Regions from separate parts of the Anas platyrhynchos genome. Here region 1 is linked to region 2. The links are chromatin contacts, called in public Hi-C maps. All regions are on one chromosome and are shown on one strand. Each heading gives the region's core, a stretch centred on a gene start, on an enhancer-like site or on the middle of the called end of the contact. The rest is flanking DNA. Distances are from core to core; before and after follow the strand shown. Region 1 holds the start of GJA1 (gap junction protein alpha 1). Region 2 has its middle 45 kb from the start of HSF2.

Evidence for each region. A called contact is a pair of places that touch in the nucleus more often than the background predicts.
Region 1: a contact with region 2 is called in a Hi-C map of subcutaneous adipose tissue, with 4 times the contacts expected there. The contact joins the promoter of GJA1 here to the enhancer-like site in region 2. A contact is called at or near these places in 3 of 8 Hi-C or Micro-C datasets (F1 follicle, skeletal muscle and subcutaneous adipose tissue).

Annotation. Positions count from the first base shown.
Region 1 is chr3:67,752,630-67,758,571 of IASCAAS_PekinDuck_T2T, reverse strand. It overlaps GJA1 (gap junction protein alpha 1), which reads left to right and starts at 3,480. Exons shown (of 2, transcript XM_005017369.6): 1 at 3,480-3,730.
Region 2 is chr3:67,373,917-67,380,332 of IASCAAS_PekinDuck_T2T, reverse strand. No RefSeq gene overlaps it. Among named protein-coding and RNA genes, the nearest start is that of HSF2, 45 kb to the right of the region's middle. Within about 2 kb of position 1,587, at least 2 of the 8 cell types and tissues checked have an H3K27ac peak or open chromatin away from gene starts, as enhancers often do. A contact at or near this core is called in F1 follicle and subcutaneous adipose tissue, where this site is marked.

The DNA.
Region 1 (5,942 bases), core at 2,231-4,730, 380 kb before region 2:
GGGAAGCAAATTTTGCAAACAAATTGCAAACAAGTGAAGACGTGCTCTATGTATTAAGAGCTCCGTAAGTCACAGACATCATTAACTGGGAGTAGATTGTGAACTGAGTGGTATCAGTGGGAAATTTTGTAATGGTCCAAGGACTGGAGAGTCTTCCAAATGAAACATTCACTAGGGCATTCTGGGTTATCCAGGTTACTGAAATATTTCTGAGGAAATATTTGGAGAAAAGACAAGGAAAAATGTTTCTGTATAGAATTCTGTATTTATGTTCAGGTAATAGAAAGAAAACAATGGACTGAGTTGTGAATTAACTGTGAATCTGTGTCAAAGGCTGTAAATACTAAATAATCCACTGGAATTTATAGCCCCTTTTGATAAGCCTGTGTAGAAAAGCAGCAGCAGTACTAAACTCTAAACTGTTTCGTTGATTGAGCTGGGGATTTGTGATGGAGTAGACAGAAATCCTGTGAAAGTCCCCTCGAAGGTTCAGTCCCAGAGGTGCACTGGATGGAGTCTGGGCTATCCAGGCTCTGGTACAGACTCTGGGTTGCAGTGTGAACGTGCCCTTACTGACAGTGCTGTAGCTTGCCAAACCAAACACAAACAGGTTCTGCAGTCCTAGCATTGCCACGCTAAAAGATTGCTTCACAAGACAGTGCTGCTTGCTCCAAAAGGCAGAATGTCAATGGAGGGCATTACTGGCCCCAGAGAGCTCTGGGCTCCCAAATCTTCAGTTCTGTGATGTCTAAAGAGTCTGTATTCTGCAATATAAGGCTTCAAATCAAAGTGCAATCTTTTTACTCATCTCTTAATTAAAAACAGACTTGCAGGAGGTCTCAGGTCTGACTCCTCCATGCTTTTCTCTTGAACACAGTTTCAGCTGAAGAGGAGTTTGTGTGAAAAACCATTTGTTCAGTCTGAAAAGCTTCTTTCCATTTGCGGTGAAAATGAGTGCAAGACTTTTTGGTCAACTTTTGAAATGGTGGATCACTGCTGTATCTGAAGCTGAATAAGTTCTGATAAAAGGCTGTGAAACGTGATCATGGAGACATACTTCCAAACTCTTAAAGACGTCTTCAAGGCATTTTTGTCAGGACTCATAATTCTTCCTAATTCTTCACTGTATCACAGTGGAGGCTTGAAATACTTTCCTTTTTTCATGTGGATAATGCTGTATCAGAGCCAAGTGTTATGTTTATTATTGTTGCAAAATTATTCATCCCTAACATACGTGTTTTATTTTTTAAAGTGGACTTTGTGAGTGTTGGGCTTCTTGCTAATACTGTTTGTTTATTTAAGTGGAGAAATACTTCTAGGTGTTTCTTTTAAAAACAGAATGCTTGAATAATTGCAAAGCCAATACAGGAATGTGCAGGGAAAAATGCAAGATCAGGCAAGCTGGACCCTGTGATCTTTGAGAGGGAATGATAGCATTGTGTGGTTGCATGCTATAATTTAAGGGGTTGGGGGGGGGAAGGGAGTGTTTTGTTCTGCTGGTTTTTCTGTTTTTAGTGTGTGGTTCCCACCCCCCACCCCCCGAAAAAGTACTGCTTTCCTAAGGGGCAGCTTTTTCAGCACAAAAACATTGGACACCTCAAATCTCCTTGTCCCTGCAACAGCATGCATGTTTCCATGTCATTGGCACTTTATACTTTGCAGTAGAATAACCAGAGTTTTAGGGGGCAGTAGTAAGAACATTATGTGTACTCCACTCACTACCTATAACAGAGTCATGAAGACACTGTGGCACTATGGCTTGTATATTACATTTTAATTCTGAAGACGGTCCCAGCACATTTTAAGCACAGAGCTCTGTTTCTTCCTTTCCACTTTCCTTTTCCTCAAGCTGTAAAGAGAAAAAGACACCTTAAAACAACACTCAGAGAAGATGAAGAAAAGGTTTCTTTCTGCCATATGGCTTGGCCAAGCCATAAACTTTAACACTTTTGTGTGTGTGTGTGCGTGTGTGTGTGTGTGTGTGTGTGAAAAGGAAAAAATGCTGTCAAAGCTAACAGCCAGAATCAAAGCAAAAGGGGGCAAGCTGGGGAAACAACCATCTTTGTCTGTAGCTGGAGGAAGGAGAATGGAGGGTGGACACTTCTAGTGTACTGGCTCTTCTTCTCAAACAGGAGGCAGTGTGGTCTTCTGCAAACGACTCCAGAGCAAGAATAATGATTGTGTGCGTCTTTCGCAGCTTCAAAGCTCCCTGCTGAGTGCCTTTCTACAAAGGTCTTGTCTTAGTTCTCTCATCTAGTGAGTTCAGAGTGGAAAAAGTTTAGGCACAAGCTGCGAAAAATGAGCAGGAATATCTATGCTGTGCTATAGAGTGTAGTGTTCTTTACCTCAAGAATAAATTGTAAATGAGGACCTTTACTTGGGAAACTCTCAATGGCCACTACTGGACTTCTCACCTTTCTTATAACCTTTAAAAAGAAAACAAAAAACACTCTCCCATACTAGTTAACATGGATGATCCCAGAAATATCCCATTAGAATAAGAGGAACTGAAACTCAAACAAGGCTGGTACGATCCAAAATGCGAAACTTCATTAAGAACTATCAAACCACTGACTGCGTCTAGAAAAGCTCTTAAGCAACCCTGCAGAGGAGCTAATGCCCCATGACACGCAAAGTGTAAGACCGATTCCTAACATAGTTTGGACTTCATGTGTGAGGAACTTAGCACACACACCGAAATAAATTAATCTCTCTTCTGCAGAAGAGGCTTTTTGCAGGGAGCATTTAATCATGGACTGGTCAGGAGCAAAGCCAAACCAGCTTCATTCTGACTGAATAGATCAGCTTTGGAGCATGCTTTTGTTCTGTAAAAATGAGTTGAAAAATTATCAGGAGCATTTCTTCCCACTGTTTAACTCTGAATTTCTGAACTGTGCTTTATTTTCTGAAATTTCCTGGAAAGAGTTTCCTGGAATGTGAGATCATTTCTTCATTTCTCCCATGGGATGCATGCACACACAGACACACAAGCAACAGTTAAAAAATGTGTGATGGATATATCCCGTCGAAACAAACACACCGGTCCTTGCGTGTACTTTCATGTCTGCACGTAAAGGAAATGGACCCGAGTAAACAAAGTGATACTAACAACAAAACGTAAGGGGACTTGAGAGGGCTTTCTCTCCACACAGTGATCAGGAGACGGCGACAGCAGCCGGGCAGCCCAGCCCTAGCACCCGGGAGGTTGACGCCGGTCCCCCACCCGCAGCATCTTCCCTGTCCCGGCCGGGCTTGGGCCAGGGCGGGCCGGGAACCGGGAGCTGGGGAACGGGGGCTGGGACCCGGGGGCCTGCCCTGGCCGCGGTTTTGTTGCATCAGCAGGAGCCGACCTGAAGGAGCTCACGCTCTCCTCCTGGCCGTCCCCGTTTTTGCTGTGCCGTCAGTTCTCGCCCTCCTCCCCCACCTTCCTCCTCTCCATTTGCAGAGTGCCCCTCCTCCTGGGCTGCTACCCCTCCTTTTCCCCTCCTCTTTCACAGTCAGAGGCTTGAAAACTTGTTAAAAGCTCTCCCAGTGTTCCAAGTTAGAAAAAACTTTTACGAGGTATCAGCACTTTTCTTTCACTAGTGGGGAAGGAAGGATGAAAAATACAAAACAGCAGTAGACTTTTAAAGTTTAAATAGACAGGTCTGAGTGCCTGAACGTGCTCTTCCATTTTACTTTAACCCTCCAGAGAAGTATCCTGATCCAGCTTCACTGCTGATCAGCAAGGGTAAGTTGAAAGTTTTCCTTTCTCATCTTTTTGTGTATACGTTTTTTTTCTAAAAACTTTTTTTCCACTCTAAGAACTTCGCGTTATTTCGCTGATGGTCGAACTTGTTAGGGAAAACAGAACAAAACAAAACAAAGCGTGCGTGTAAGTTTAAACTTACAGGGATCATTCTTTGCTTCCTTTTGTCATATTTTTATACATTTCTGAAAATACGACCCGACTACAACTTCTAACCATGCGCCACTGAGAGAGGAACTGCGGTGAAATTATGCCTGCACAGCTGGGACACAGACTTGTTGCTCATGTTTCAGAGAAATCACTGCTGTGTGCTTGTCTCTGCCTAAATGAGCTCCTTTAAAGAAAAAAAAAAAAAGAAAAAAGAAAAAAAAAACACTTAGGTGCTCTTTGCTCTTCTCCGTTGCACTGAAATCCCACCAGAAGTTTGTAGCAGTGAGGCTTTGTCCCCAGTGTGCCCCACTTACACCCCACTCATTTGGCTTCCCTATAGCAGCCCCGACTGATGCCGACTCGCTTGTGCAGAGCAAGGTTCTTAATTAGTTGCTTTGTTAAATGCAGCAGCTACCAACGTGGTGACTTTCACGTGGTCTTTCTGATGATTTTTCCCCTTTTCTTTGAAAACAGATGTGATAAAAGCCAGACGTGGGTTACGGAGTTTTAACCTAGTTTGTATATAGTTACTCTGTTTTAGCAACCTCAGTAAAGGGATTTTAGGGAAGGAATGTGAGATATCATGATATGCTTTACCACGTTGGCAATGTCTGTGAAAGTCTTGGGTGGATATAAATGAAAGTTGTCTAGGAAGAGCTGTGAAAGAATATACACAATATGTGTCATAATCCCAATATGACACATTCCTTTTATATTACCTTGAAGGCTTAAATACTTTCAAAACGTGGGGAAGAGGAATGCTAGAGCAGCATCTCTTGGCATACTCACAAGTTTTTTAAATTGCAATACTTGGATTGATTTCGTATTGCGTTTGTTGCTTGCTGCTTGCAAACAGTGAAAGAACAACATGGAAAAGGAAACAGCAGGAGAAAGGACCTTCAACTGAAATATGAAGCGCGGGATCTATCTTATCAAGTAGCATGCTCTACTCTCTAAACAAGAATATTGTGTGCTTATGTCTGTCCTTAGTTTTGCCTCATGATAACCAGCAAGCCATATGTAGGGGCATATTTTGTCTGAGGAGCTCCTTTAGACTTTTGTACATGAAATTCCTGAAAGCCTATGGTAATGGGGATAAAAATGTCCTACGAACACCTTGTGCCTGATTTCTGTGTGCGCTTGCATGTGCGTTAGTGTATAGGGAACAAGTTGGAGGACTGGTGTGAAGCTTTCATCCTGCCATTTTTAACATCTGGACAGCACACTACACTGGAGTATTTAAGCCTCTAGTCTTTGAGATGTTTACTGAAGTGTTTCCTTCAAAAACTTCAAAGCCAAACACTGGCACTGACCCATGATACCTAACAAGCATACAAATGGGAGAAGGGTGAGCGGCAGGCTGAGTTCAGGAGGAGGAAGAGAGGGACACAAGGGATTTAATTTGTGACATAAATCTGAATGCTTATATGCTCAGGAGTGCAAACAGATTCAACATTGCAAAGTTATCTCTGCTTCCACATAATGCAAGCCTACAAGATTAGTCTTATTTGTCTCTGTTTAGGCCAAGGATTCTTGTGGGCATGGGGAAGGTTAGATGACATTGAGCAATATCTGTTTCATCAGATACATTTCTCTCCTTCCTCAGTCTCTGGTACACTCCACCCCATCTTTCTTTCCCTCCCCCCCCCCCCCAGATATTACCCACAGAATATATCTCTCATGGAGGCATCTGGTCTGTTGCTTATTCTATACACGTACTTGTTAGAGTTACAAATTTCAAAATCTGCAAGTATGAACGTCAGAGGGCCTGAGGCCCCCTCAAGGAATTCGGCATTTCTTTTAGTTCCAGTGTGAGTCAGAAGAGGGATGAATTTGGGCAATAACGTAGAGGGTAGACGTGACCTGTACCACTAGAGAGTGTTCAAGAAACTGCTTCTGGCTGCTTTGGGTCCTTTTGTAATTACATTTTAGAAGTGAATTGGCAGTAGAGAATACTACATGGGAGAGGCAAAGTCTATAGGGAAGATCCACTGGTGTCTGACCACCAACAATACCAACAGACAATGAAAAAAGCAGACAGCTG
Region 2 (6,416 bases), core at 338-2,837:
GTAGTGCTGAGCAATCCAACCACATTAACCATTTCTGCTGACTGCTGCTGACAGGGAGCATTGGACCACAGAGTTACCCCATGAATCTCTCTATGAGCAAGAGAAGTTGCATTCAGAATAGTGAATTGCTGCAGCTGACAGGACAAGGATCAGTGTCAAGGGTTGGGAATAGGAACCTCAAAATGCACCACATATCTTGAAGGTTTACAGAATCATCATAACTTTTTCATGATTAAGTGAGCCAGATCAATTCCTTAACTGTCTGTGGTTTGTCTGTCATCATTTTCACATGTGCCATGATTACTCTGTAAAAAGCTACTCATTTGAAAAGCTAACCCTTCTATTAGGGGGCAAGCCTGCACCACATATTATAAAAGCACATGGAACAAACAGAATCAATTTTCAGCTTTTAAATGAAGTCTAAATGGCCTTCCCCTTTCAAACTGTTCGTGTTAAACAACAAGCACAAGGGGCTGATATTTTCTCTTTGTATGTTGCCAGGGCAATCTCCAGAAATTTTCTGCAGTATATCAAAGACCTATGTTGCATGTACTAAAGTGTATCTTAGTTCAAGAAAGAAAGAGAGAAAGAAAGAAAGAAAGAAAGAAAGAAAGAAAGAAAGAAAGAAAGAAAGAAAGAAAGAAAGAAAGAAAGAAAGAAAGAAAGAAAGAAAGAAAGAAAGAAAGAAAGAAAGAAAGAAAGAAAGAAAGAAAGAAAGAAAGAAAGAAAGAAAGAAAGAAAGAAAGAAAGAAAGAAAGAAAGAAAGAAAGAAAGAAAGAAAGAAAGAAAGAAAGAAAGAAAGAAAGAAAGAAAGAAAGAAAGAAAGAAAGAAAGAAAGAAAGAGGAAGAGAGGAAGGAAGGACGGACATCACAAGGTATGCCACAAGCATGAAAGATAATATTGGTTGCATTTTCCACACCTAGGACTCTGGATGAATCTAATTTGTTGTGTTCTCCTAAAACATTAAACTGCCAAACTATAGTGAGAGACTAACTGGCATATGTATTAGGTGTATCATGAGCAGTCTTACTTTCAGCCACTGGTAATGTGCATCAGCAGACTACATATTCTCAGCCTAGTGTGGCTTATTGCTATTTAAATGGGTCTCATATGTGTAGTTATAATGCTTAACTGCCTTCATAAAGTGTTTGGAGATCTACAGGAGGAAAGGCCGTGCAACTTCAGGACTGCTTTCCACAAACAAAAGACCCATTTCATGGCCACCCATGACTGCAGGGTCTGGGTTCTGTGACCCAAAGGATTGCTGGGACTTCTACAAACTTCTGATAAAACATAATCTCTGCTCAGCTTCTCCAGGGAATCTGGGGATCCTGTTACTAAAAGGTAATGTAAAGCAGTGATGGGTGGTTTAGACACAGTCCTAGATTTTTAGAATATGTAGTTAATGCTTTAAAATTATGTTTCAGAAATCAATAATGGTTAGGCAGCCAAACTCTGATCTCACTGATAATCCAAGTAACTTCAGTGAAGTAATGAATTTACACTTGTCCCAGCAAATGAGATCAGCGTTGGCCCATTTAACAGAGCAGAACCCCACCCAGTGTTATTGTCTTAGCTCTGTAATTATCATCATTGGTTGCTGTTCTGACTGCCTGTAGCTTTAGTCATAAGTCTAAGGTGTTGACAGCTCTTTACTGTCCAAATAATTTAGCTGATCAAGACAAACTATCAATCCACTCATACTCTTCTTTACTACTTCTTAGGAAGCAGTGTTTATTTAGACTGGTGAGTGTAAATCAGTGACATATCCCTATCAGTGACATCACTGCTGATGTCACTATTTACACCAGCGAGGGATGTGTGTGGTGTGCACACAGCAGCAAAAACCAGCTTCTTACAAAAGCACATCTTTACCTCATCCCTTTTCTCACTAGGATTTTCAAGTCAAAATGATAGAACTTCACACAATTGGGAATATTTACTGTGGTTTGTCATCCCTGCAAGCTTACAGACAAGGTGTTCTGCTTCAAAAAAATATTTATTTTGGTTACTTGGATTACTGCCTGGACAGGAAACAATGAAACAGATGTCAGGGAGCTGGATGAGTAATAGAATAATTTTGAAGAGTGATTTGAGCTGCTAAGAAGATGACACTTAAGAGGTCAGAAGCAAAAAACATTTTCCACTTTCTTTCCTTCTGAACTCAAAGCTTGAAGGATAGGCTGTGTGTAATTCAGCCTTGTCAAGCTGGTGTGGTCCTTGCAGCTATTGTTTGGATCTGTTTAGCCATTGTGAAGGTCTTCAACAGTGCCATTTCAGAAAATAAAATTTAAGGAAAAAAAAGAAAAAAAGCAGAGAGATGTGTTACAGATAACACAACAGTGCATGGAATAGTTTCTCTATTACAGACAAATTTACCAGGGAGGCTGGAAAACTCTCGGCTACCCAGCGTGTCCCCAGCAGCACAGCTTTCACTAGCACAGCTGTGCAAGCTCTCCCCTCCCTCCCATTTAGAGAGAAGCCACAGTTGGGGCCGTCCTAGTGCTAAGTGGATGATGAATCATTATTTATTTTACAGTGATAATGATAAGCTTTCTCTGTCTGGATGAGGAACTTTCCCTCTTGGTGCTAGTACCTGGCCCAGTGACAGAGACTTACTTCCTGGCCTCAGTCTACAGCCTAAACTGGCAGGACAGAAGAAAGGTGTGTGGCAGACAGTGCTGTTCTCTCTCCTCCTGAACTGGGGAAGTGGGACACCCAGAGGTGAAGGAAGTGGCCTGAATAACCAAGGGAAGGTCATGACAGGATGGGGGAGCCACTGAAGTCCCAATCCTTAGGCACTTTGATCACAGAACCATCTTGGAGCAGAAGTTTGTGAAACTGACAGCTCTTTACCCTTGTGTAATAGGTCTAGGTAATAACTCTACCCAGGTTAAACGTGCTTTTCTGATGTTCACACATCGTGCATGATGACTCTTCAGGAACAGCTACAGGTGCCTCTATTTCAGAGTGTTGGGGCCCCATCCAGATCTTTCCACTTCCAACATACTGAGCAGCCAAAACTCAAGGAGCACTGAAGGGCACAGCACAGCAAGAAGAGCACCCCAAATTTGTGTAGGGCCATCGCAGCAGGCATCTTATAACAGAGTATCAGGGAAACTGGTAGCTGCAGTCAAGGGACTTCTGTGACAGTATTACCATGCAAAATGTAAATAGCAAATTATTCAGTGTCTCTACTTTTATCACTGTACATTGCAAGTTATCTTCAGACAACTATTAGCAAACTTTTAGGGATGTTGTATCTCACAGTGAAAGCTCGTTGTTCCAGAAAGTAAACACAGAAGTACATCTCTTTGCGTAGCTAAAAGTTTCTAATGTAGAGAACCTAGAAAATATAGTGATCAGTCTACAACATAACCGAAGACTGAAACTTTCTATTGAAGAAAGTTGCTGCCACCTTCAGACGAAACTGAGGATTAGCAGAACACCCATGGAGATAAAATACATGTTTATTCTGAAAAACTGGAAGTCCAGGGAAAAGACAAGTAGCAATAAATCTCTCAATGCTGTGTCATTAATAGTTACAGGTTTCTATGATAAAACATTTATCCTTGTACTGTAAGAGGTCGGAATAAATGATGGCCATGCCTCCTTTAGCTCGTAACACGTATTAGGTTTGGGTGTTTTTTTCTGTTCTGTACAATGCTTTTTTATTTTCATTTTTTTCCTTATAAATAAAGGGTTATAAAATGCTTTAAGATACATACATGTAGTTTCTGTGTATTGCTGCTCATCATTGAGAAGAAAGACACTTGTAATGAGATAAGGAATTGTAGATAACTGTTTGTTCAGATCAGATTTGGGCTAAAACATGGAGCTCAGGATGTTTTCTTTACCATTACAAAGACAGGATGGATTTCTTAATAGCTATAACTTGAATGAGCAAGATCAAGGAGAAGAAAAATGTATTTTTTTCCAAACGATGGGACATTGGGAATAAATGAAGGGAAAAAAGGCAGCCTGATGATTTTTTTCTTTTCATCCTTACTTCAGAGAAACTCCAAGGATTCCTCTAGTATTTGTAGACATTTTAGAGATCTGGTGGACACTCAAAACTATCAAAGTTCAAAAAGAAAAATGCTGGGTGCTGCTCAGCTTTGAGGCTACAGTGTTCCTTAATGACAGCTTCCTGACAGTGTGACTCCACTGGAGTCAGAATCTCAGCATCTCACTAGCCAAAGTCTTACAGAGCCATCTGTAAGATGAGCTTCTAAAAAGTGAAGAAGGCAAGCAGCAAACTTAATGAAGTCTCAGGCTATATTTACTTTGTCAAGTATTTGTGCAGAGCTGTATCTATACACTCTTTAAAGGATAGCCCAGAGAATTTTGACTTTCTGTCCGGGACAACAGGAGACTGGTCATATCATAGCTAAGGCTGTCACCCAGTGCAAATCACTCAAAAAAAAAAAAAAAAAAAAAAAAAAAAAAAAAAAAAGGCAATAAAAATTGTTTTGGTGGTATAGATCAACAGAACCCAGCTGAAAGCCACAGGTGATCAGCACCTCAGAGTCCACAAGATGGTACTCACAGCACTGTCCAGAAAGGACCTGCCGCAAAAATCCCAAACACTGCTCCCAACAAACTTCAGGTATTTACTTAGTTTTAAGATCAAAGCAGACAGTCCTGTGGCAACAGTGCAGGGAGCAATCTTCCCAAGAAACATAGCCAAGCACCAATACTGGATTTGTTTCTGAAAATCAGAAATATATCTGCAGCCTCACATGCAAGGCTTTGCAAAAATACTTTTTATGCAGACATAAATACTTTTAAGAAATAGAAAAAATCTTGTTATCAGGATTTTTAATGATGATTTTAACTTGTTCTCTGACTTCAGTTATGCTGAAAAAAACGTTAGCATAGCAAAGATCAGGCTGCATGAAAAGTCTCCACCAGTCTTTTTATGTACAGGAATACATCAAAGGGCTTCAAGGGGTTTAGTAATGGAACTATGACAGCCCAAAGAATAAACAGAATTTGAGTGGACAGTTGCACAGGACTTAGAGCTTAATCTAGGGAGTCTGCAACTTGCTGAAAAGAGCCAATATTAAAGTAATTATGCATTTAAAACAATTACTATTTATTCTTCAAAGAGTCATACTCGAAAGAAGTAACCCATTTTAAATTATTTCTGGTAATTGCATTGCATCCCCAGATTATATGTCTACATTCTCTTTGAACTAGACTTAAGAAAAAAAAAAAAAAAAAGTATTTTTGTTTAAAAACTACCCCCCTCTTGAATACTTCTGCTCTAACTTATCATTTCCTACAACTGTAATACAGGGTGTTAAGCCTGAGTAAATACCACTAATTTTAGTTTCTATAACTAGAACAGAAACCAGTTTAATAATGAACAACTGCAAATACCCTGATTGCTCACTTGCCATTGACTTTTGATAACCTGGGAAATTCTATAAACGTGTCAGCACATTACTATTAAAATTGTGGTAGTTCACCAGCACTTAGTAAAATGACTGAACACAAACTTAGGAGGAAACATTGTTTTGCTTCAGATAGCATAAAATAGCTTTCCATTTACAAAATTTTCTACATACAAAATCTGATTTAAAGTAATTTCCAATGTCTGCCAGCTCTCCTGAGACATGATCACATTATGCTTGTGTAGAAGAACCCAAAGAGCATACTCCGTATCTTCTTACTAGCTAGGATGGTAGGGTAATTTTTACTTCAAAGTCTATTTAACAAAGTTAATGATCAGTTTGTGGGGAGATTTCCAGCGCTACATTTAAGAATATATCTTGCCCAGATACACATGCAGAGGTTAATTTTAAACTAGCTGGCTGTTATATTTCTGGGAGCATAGCAGCCGCAGAACAGGCTCTGTACAGACTCCCCTCCATAGAACTGGGTCATTTGAGGCAGTTGATCTATGCCCACATCCAGCTCACAGCCACCTGCAGTGTGAGCAGTACCCACCCATAGCCAGTTTACAGCTGGTTTATGAGAGTCTAACTGAGCTGCAGTCCCACTCGGAGTTTCATATTTGCAGTGAATGCAGAGCTGATTCAAAATGAAATGCTTTCTGTAGATATGACACTCCTTCCAGTCTGCCTTGAGTCCACCAGCTCTTCTCATTCTATACAAAGAATAATTCCTCTCCATCTTCATGCCTTGTTAAACTTTCCATCCTCTTTTGTTCCATTGTACTAAGGCTAGGTTTATCTCACACAGCTATATGCAAGCTAAGCTAGTTGTCTGTTGTAGCTCTATCTTCTACCATATCAAAAAAGAAAGACCAGCATCTTTCTGAAGGGAGTGTTACCTCTACCTCAGACCCTGTCTAAGGGGTAGGTGCATTGAAGAGTAGCTTCCACAACACAGAAAGTCTTTGAAGCAAGATTAAAGAGACTTGTTTTTGTATCATTTTCATTATTGT